Regions from separate parts of the Anas platyrhynchos genome. Here region 2 is linked to region 1. The links are chromatin contacts, called in public Hi-C maps. All regions are on one chromosome and are shown on one strand. Each heading gives the region's core, a stretch centred on a gene start, on an enhancer-like site or on the middle of the called end of the contact. The rest is flanking DNA. Distances are from core to core; before and after follow the strand shown. Region 1 overlaps RUNX1 (RUNX family transcription factor 1). Region 2 has its middle 140 kb from the start of RUNX1.

Region 1 (4,110 bases), core at 1,168-3,667:
AGCTTTACAAAATTCACCCTGTACTACTCACTGAGATGGACTGATCAAGGAAATCCAGATGACTCAGACTTCTTTCTTTCCTTCAAAAGAAATAGCTGGCCACAAAAACTCTTCTGTTTTCTATGGACAGGCACAACTGGTTGGTCGGTCTCCCTGGTAGCCAGAAGGCTATTGATATATATACACTGTAGTCACCCTGCTAATGAGCCTGTGCTAATGGAAGTGCATTTTGAGTCTGGTTTATGAGATCATATCGCAAAATGCAAGGGTAAATGGAAAGCACCAAAAGTTTTCAGATAACTCAGCGATTATCTTCATAAGCCTCAACCGCTGGCTTTCTTTAAACATGTCTCAGACTTTGTACAAGAACTTCAGTGAAATCAGAATGTGAACTTAGAGTACACAAGTTGTTTCAGACTAATTTCTTCTTCTGGATACTCTCAATGGACATCAGGACAAGGCAGCTTGTTTCACTTTCAACATGCAGTGTAAACTCATTCCTTAGTTACACAGCTGGTATCTCCTTTGCAAATAGGATTGGCATGGGGGAAAAAGGGCTAAAGCTACTACAGGATAAGAAAATAAAACAACTAGACAGCTAGATACCTAGGAGATAGCTCATACTTACATTACTGGAGTAAACATGGTAATTTCAGACTGTACTTTGTAAAAAATGGCTGATTCCTCAAATGGCTACTGCAATAATCTCAATGAGGACATCTAAAGAAATGTGAGTTTGAGCTATATGTCTTCCTATTATAATGTCAAAATGAAAAGAATGGCCACCAGTCAACTATGGGAACTGTTTAAAAAATTGTGTGGTGAAAATACAGAGTTTCCAGAGTGGTGTGGTTATTGCTGCAGTCCACCACAGGTAATTACATAGATATTCCTAACTGACTAGGCATTTTTACAGTACATTGATCAATTGATAGTAAATCCATTCCTTCTTTCTAGGGTTTCCTAAAAGTAGCATATTGAAAGTGGTAACACTGTGTTTATGATGATTCAGGTAAAATTACTTTTTGATTTGTTGTTTATATACTTCATTGCTAGAAATGCTGACATCTTATAGATAGTTTTAAACTTCCTTTGATCTAAAAAAAAAATCTTACCATTTCCATCATGCAATAAAACTTTTGTTCTGCAACATTTCAATAATAGGAAGTGCAGAGAAATGGTTTTCTAACTGTGCGAATGAGCCTACTGCACTAAGCTGACATTACTAAGTTGATCTTCCTATTTTTGTTGCTGTTTGCACAACTCTGGATGGGGAGCTTTTGCTAGAGTTTCAAGCGGAGGTGCCAAACCCAAAGACACAGACTGTTATGCTGGCAGATCCGGCTCTGCCCACATGGGAAGTTCTGGGGAGCTCACGTGAAATCCCTGCATCACAGAAGCTACAGACCAGTTCTGGAGGCTCGAGAATTATTTTCATGTCAGATAAGCATTTTGTGAAACACAGATGACAAAAATGCTGACAGCTCACTCATCATTTACTAGTGATGCTCCTGTGGATGGCAGCAGCTCTGTGGAAGCAGAGGAATAAAGTACCCAGACAAGATGCTTTCTAGGAGTGCTGGCACTGAAAGAGACACATTTCCAGCATCACTTTCTTGTTTTTAAAAACACACTGTCCAAAGCGCAACCAAAGTTGCATACTGACAGCAATTCTGCACTTCAAAAGGCATAAATCCAAAAGATAGTTGCCAGTAATGAGGGGACAAAAGTCGAAAAGCCAAGCAGTGGACAGAGATAGCTTTCCTGGAAGAACATTGATAGGAACTGGCAAGTTTTCACTGCCTAGTTATGCTCCTTGGATCTTAGTACTCCAATTCTACCTCCTTGCTATGGCTTCTTTCTGAAGTAGTAGTGGAAGTGAGTCAATTATGGAGTGATTTAGATAATTAACTACTTTCCTAGAACTAAGGAGGAACTGTCAGCCTCTGGAATCCCATGCATTTTGCCTGCAGGGTAGAAGAGGCAGATAAGATGAGAGAGAAAGAAGGTGGACCAATCTTCAAGGGTATTGTGTCTTTGCCAAACTTTTCCTTTTTTTAAAAGCCAGGGGAAAACGCTGGTAAAAATCCTTGTGATCATCCTATTTAAATCCCATTTTGTAGCATATCACAGCTTTCGCAGCAGAAAGAACAATTACCTATATAACTTACCGAAGAGCATCATAGACTTGAATCAAATTTAGGAAAGTCAGTGGACTCTCATGACCTCTATGGGGTAGGGCAAAACTCCGAGAGCAAGATGGTAGCCCAGGGACAGCAGTGTATGGAAACTAAACAGTCAGCACTCCCAACCTACAGTCTCAGATTCCCCTGCCATGCTGTTGTAGAGCAATTTGTCTGGGTGCAAAGCTTAGGGTGGGATTCATCTCACCTAATTTTAGCTTTGTCTTGTCTAAGCCAGTCTAAACTATGCTCCCTTTATAGTCACTGGAGGTTACAAAGGCACTGCCAGAGGGTGATTCAACCTACTTATCTTAGAGACTTATCTTGTGCTGGGAACAAACCCTATATGGAGGTGCCTCTCTCCCCTCCTCTGCCCCCATGAACTAGAGAAGAGAGAACAGACTAACTTGAGCTGGATGCCTGACTTGTAGATAGTTAGGTGAGATGAGCCTCATCCCCATACATCTCGTGTTTTTTTTTTTTATAAGTGTCTCTGATCAACAGTCACCTTTCCCTGTGCATTTTTGGAACTTGCAATCTTCTGGCATGCTGATCTGGAGCACAACTTCCAGACATGCAGGACTGACCTAAATCTGAAATAGTTATTACCCTATCATACATGCAAGGGATTTTTGTTATTGTTGTTTTTGTTTGTTTGTTTCAGCAGCTGTACAAACTGATCTAACAGTGTTAGTGTAATGACTAGAGGACATTTGGTTTCTGACCTTCTTCTCCTATGGCTTAACTTCATTACAGTGATTACAGCTACCACTAAACCAATAACATAACTTCTCAACCAGTAGGCAATGTAATAAATTCCCCTAAAACTTCCAAAGCAATTGCACAAGGCTTTAGATATGAACCTTCCATTAGAGTCAATGGGAACTGCATGGCTAATGCTCCACACACTTCTTTGGAAGTGTGTGGAAATGTGTCCTAATTATTTTTCCAGTCTGCAAAAGCAGTCAGTGCACCCAAGTTTAATATTAAAAAGAGTGAAATGTCAATGGGCTGAGGTGTATCCTAGGTTATATGCACAATGCCAAAATGGCAGAGATCTATATCTAATTCAGGGAATATATACATAGATCCCATTTTAGACCTTTTGGAGCAGTGAGACAGCTGGTAGTGAAATCACTGGTACACATGCAAGTGAGTCAGAGAGGAGAAAGAGTAATGGGAGACTCCCACAAGTGGGAAACTCAGTAGATCTAGACACAACTATGCCAAACCAATTTGCAATTGCACATAGTTAAGCCATGATTTGCACTTTGATGATGAGTGAACAAGAAGGGAAAAAGCTGCCTGTAAGAAATGACTCATCCGTTTCTTTTTCTTGAAAAAAAGAAGAAAAAAAACACCCTTGTGAAAAAGTGCTGCTGCATGACATCACCAACACTAGGAATATACATGAAAACTTTTCTTGTAAGTGACAGGGTCACAGATCTGCCATTATCTGCACCCAAAGCCTTACAGCCAACTCAGGGGGGAACTGGTGGATGCTGAACTTCAGGCACATCCTATTTATGGTACATGGAGGGTTGGACATGGAAATAATGGAGGGCCTAATTGCCTAATTTGGTATGTTGACATACCTGAGAAAAAAATCCAACCTTCCTTTTTTTTTCCTTTTTTTTTTTTTTTACATGTATGGAAAGAATCTAAGATGTTCAGGAAATCCTTCTCAGCTTTGCTTTGGACAATGTTTCTGTCCTAAATAGTCTTAGAGCCTTGGAAAAGTACAGAGGCAAAAGCTTATATTCCTCTTGAAAGCACGAGCAGCATTTCAGAGAGTAACTATAAAGCCAGGAGTGTGTGTCCCACACAGAAACAGAGGAACTGAGAAGTTCATCCTGAAATACCTTAAGTGGCTGCACTTACTTAAACATGCATTCAGGGACTGACTCATAAATACAACTGCAAATCC
Region 2 (4,110 bases), core at 853-3,352, 170 kb after region 1:
AGGTATTGGCCAACTCATCACACAAAATGAACCTTATCTACCAGCTACCTGGAGACACACAAGTCAAGAATTTTTAGGAGAGAATGAAAAAATCTGCATCCTCTGAGACACCTGTGTGACTTTTCTTACATGGAAATCCTTGTTTGATACCTATGGCAGTTAAATGTTAAGGGCTTTGCAGGCAGAGCTTTGACCTGGAGGTGGCTCCCAGCACAGGGGAGGTGACACAGAGCATCCTGCCCTGCTCAGGCTCTGCACGTAGGTGTGTGGGGCTGGGGCAAGCAGCCAGCCCTGTCAGGAGCCAAGCAAAACACACGCCTTAGTGAAAATGACAGGGGAAGTAACCTACAACACTTTATTTTGGGAATAATATTAAAATAATATAGTCCCCTTTTCCAGAGCCCAAAGGAAAACCTGATCCTCACCAAAGGGGAAGCTCACGTGCACAAAGCACACATGGGCTCAAGTCAGCTGGCCCAGCATCCCACAGGGAGGTCGCTGCCAGGCAGCACATTTTTGGGGGCAGGCGCTCACAGGCTCTTGCATTACACCACATGTTGCTGGGTCCAAACTGCCAGCCTGAAAAATCCCAGCGGCACTTCCAAAATACTGCCGATGCCATCTGCACGGTGTCTGGCATCTGCGGGCTGGCGCCCGGGGCCAGCAGGTCCCAACCCCACCACAGTTCATCGGGGTCAGGGACAGGGGGGCTGTTGGCCGGGTGCGGGCTGTGCCAGCAGCAGGAGGGATGTGAACGGGCCAGAAGTCTGCAGCACTCGAACATCCGTCAGCATCCGAGCTGACCTCCCTGTGTTAAAAATAGGGCTGTCAGGAGAGGAGGGGATGAGCGAGCGGGAAAGGGTGAAAACGCCCTAGCTGAGGTTTGCAAAGCTGTCAGAGGGAGGTAGCCGTCCAATTCCCCTTCGGATTAGGGTTTCCAAAACTCTCAGGCACTTAAAAAAAACAACCCACTGCTATTTTTGAAAACTGCAAAGGCAGAGGTGGGAATGGATCACAGAAAGCAGAGAAACAAACTGGTGGATTATATTCAACAAGCCATTAATTCTAATTTATAGATGTTGGGCTTGGTGGTAGGGTAAATTTTCAAAGCAGTTGTACTTTCATTAGAAATTAATCCAGAAAAAAAACATATTTAATCCATAATAAAATCAATTGTAATTTAATCCTGTCTCATGGTGATAGAAGGAACAGAAAAAACTTCCTGAAGTCAGAATCAATACCCCAAACTGTAGACAGTTTTAAAGATACCAGTCTGGAAAATAAATACCTCTGTTTTGTCTCAGCTGAGTCAAAGAGATGATTCATATGAAATATATGCACTTTTTGTTAAAGAATTTTCTTGCTCTAGAAGGTTTTCTGCCCTCCTCCCCAAGCCTGATGTGCAGGAAAGCATGCCTTCAAATTGCTGGGAAACTTTGGTCTCCCATCTTCAGATTTCAGCCCCTGTCCTCATTAGAAGGCTCCTTGTTTTGTGGCACAAACAAACAAGAATGGGAGGACAGAGTGGCATGTTCCAGTGTTAGCATCAAACTGTGCTTTCTCCAGCAAGTTTTTCCTCTCATTTTTTCTGTCTCTCTTTATATTCATGCATCCAGTGCTCCCAAGGAAGACATCCAGAGATATCCAGCATGCCTGCCCTCATGGCTGAGATGTACATGCATCCCAGAGGAGAGGCGTGGGCTCAGTGCTCCTGGTCCAGCACCTGGCACCTGGGCATACCTGCTGCTTCTATTGCACCGTGCATGGAAATAACCTCAGGGACACTGCCCTTAGGGCAAACCAGCACCTTACGGAGGAGCAGAGGAGCTCAGAATTAAAGTCAAAATTTGCCCTCTGATTTTAAACAAGTTCTATATATCTGTTCTACAGATAGTATATAAATACACGTTTGGCAATAACCAGCTAGAAGGTACATCATGACCCCCAGGGGAGTGGATTAAAGCGAAGATGTCGACACCGAGACATGCTGCTAATGCAACATTTCTGAACTTGATTTTCTCGTACCATCAGGAGTGCAATATGCCAGAAACCTGATCCCTGAGGACCATTCAAGGTTGAGCTCCTAAAGAATGCCGCTCACGCTAGTCATGGCTGCAGATAGGATGGCTTGTTTACAGTCTGCAGTCACTCCCCCATTCCTCTGTCTTCTGAAGTTAAAAAAGAGCACTGCCAGTAATAATTTGTTTTGCTTTTCCCATAATTTTGCTCCCTAAACTTAAATACAGCATTCCAAAATGAACCAAAATATCACTGAAAACCTCTGCTCTTATCTCTTCACTGTCTGGCTTTGTGCAATGTTCTCCATGACAACCAGCAGCAGCAAGTTGCACAACCCAATCCTGCTACAATGGCAGGGTATGTAAGCACCAACATAAATACAGAGAAACACAAGTAATTTTTCCTGCGAAAAGTGACTTCCTAAGCAAAGACGCCACTTAAAACTTTCTTTCAGACTTCATTAACTTCCTACTGAATAGGTATTCTGGAAATGTCCCACAATAAATAAATAAATAAATAAATAAAATATTTGTCTGTCTGTCTATCTACATATAGATATAGGCTATTAATAAAGAACCACCTTCTACCTGAACAGGGAATATTTTTTTATTTTTATTTTTTTTTCTGCAGCTTCGTACATCACAATTTCTGTTAAGTTGCCATGTACAATATGTATCTTCTTGAACGTGTCTCTCAGCAGTGATCTTTCTTGTCACCTTGAGATAAAACAGAAATAGTCTCAAAAATAACCTCAGAGTAACATTTTTGGTTCAGGTTTTGGTTTTGGTTTCAGTTTGGTTTGTGAGAATGTAGTACTCCAGACAGCTGTAAAAACACAAGTGGTTTCTTCTAACACAGACTGACCAGTTTGACACTCTGCTTACTCCTGGAACCATTCCTTCTGATGCCATCAGCAGTCCCTGGTGACAGAAGGTGACATCACGAACTACAGTGTGATATCACTGAAGAAAGGGCTTTTTAGCTATCCTGTTAAGAGAAGAAAAAAAGTGAAGTTGACACCTTTGGCAGGTTCTGCCTTGGACTGTGAGAGGAGTGTCTGCTGGTGACCATCCCACAATGGTCCCCTTCTGCCCCCCAGCTGCACCTCTGCCTTCTGCCTCTGCTGCTTCCCCAGCTTTTGAGATGCTTAGGTAACCTTAATGGCAGAGGATCACATTGCTGGCAGCACGACTGAGCAACCACACCGTGCCCTGCAGAGGATGCCAGCCATGCACGGGACAGACAGCTAGAGTAACGTCTCAAGGATCAGCTGACAGCATCATTAGTCAGAGTCTGTTGGACCTTGCATGACTGCATGATAGGAGTCACTTCAGATGATTTGGGCAGGTCAGGGTATGTGTTTTGTGACTCTGCTGTGCCATTGCAAATTCCCGTACATGTTTCTTTTTGCCCCCAGGGCACTCCTCAGTGTAGGTTGCCATTAAAGGGGGAATTTACCCTGGTGCATAAAGGCATGATGAGCCTTACAAGTGACTTGCATCCCTTTCAAGCCTCCAGACTGATCTGAAAATTTGACCATTTACACGTTCGTTATTTCATCTCTGATCCCCCATACCTTGTTCCCCCAAGCAAAAGCAGAAGTGTAGTAGAAGGATTCACTGCTTTGAGTTTAAAAACTGCTTCACTCTACATGCTGATTAAACATGAACAACATTATAAGAAAATTCTATTTTTATTCGTTTAAGCTCTTTTTTTTTTTTTTTTTCCCACGGAAATATGCATTTCCAACCATGAGGCACAGACCGTTCATATTTTTCTATAAGGAAGTACCCAAGAATTTTGCTGTGGATGTTGTCCTTGCCTACCAGAGGATACTCAATTAGGAAACTAAAAGAACAGATAAATTCAGTGTGTTTTTTTTTTTTTATATATACTTCAAGGTATTTGATAGTGTGAAAAAAAAATCATTTATTTCAAAAGAAGCCAATCTAAGACTATTCTGTGAGCATTGACCATTGTTTCAACAGGAGCAAGTCATGGTCCAGCTCCTCGAAAAGAGCATGTGTGTTGCGGGGGGGTGACGTGGGCCCTAGACACTGCTGTAATCTGTGAAGATGCCTGTAACAACCA

What was found. A called contact is a pair of places that touch in the nucleus more often than the background predicts.
Region 2: a contact with region 1 is called in a Hi-C map of small yellow follicle, with 2.6 times the contacts expected there. The contact joins two enhancer-like sites. A contact is called at or near these places in 2 of 8 Hi-C or Micro-C datasets (small yellow follicle and subcutaneous adipose tissue).

The regions. Positions count from the first base shown.
Region 1 is chr1:111,597,519-111,601,628 of IASCAAS_PekinDuck_T2T, forward strand. The region is part of intron 2 of RUNX1 (RUNX family transcription factor 1); the gene reads right to left. Among named protein-coding and RNA genes, the nearest start is that of RUNX1, 32 kb to the right of the region's middle. Within about 2 kb of position 2,418, at least 4 of the 8 cell types and tissues checked have an H3K27ac peak or open chromatin away from gene starts, as enhancers often do. A contact at or near this core is called in small yellow follicle, where this site is marked.
Region 2 is chr1:111,772,604-111,776,713 of IASCAAS_PekinDuck_T2T, forward strand. No RefSeq gene overlaps it. Among named protein-coding and RNA genes, the nearest start is that of RUNX1, 140 kb to the left of the region's middle. Within about 2 kb of position 2,103, at least 6 of the 8 cell types and tissues checked have an H3K27ac peak or open chromatin away from gene starts, as enhancers often do. A contact at or near this core is called in small yellow follicle, where this site is marked.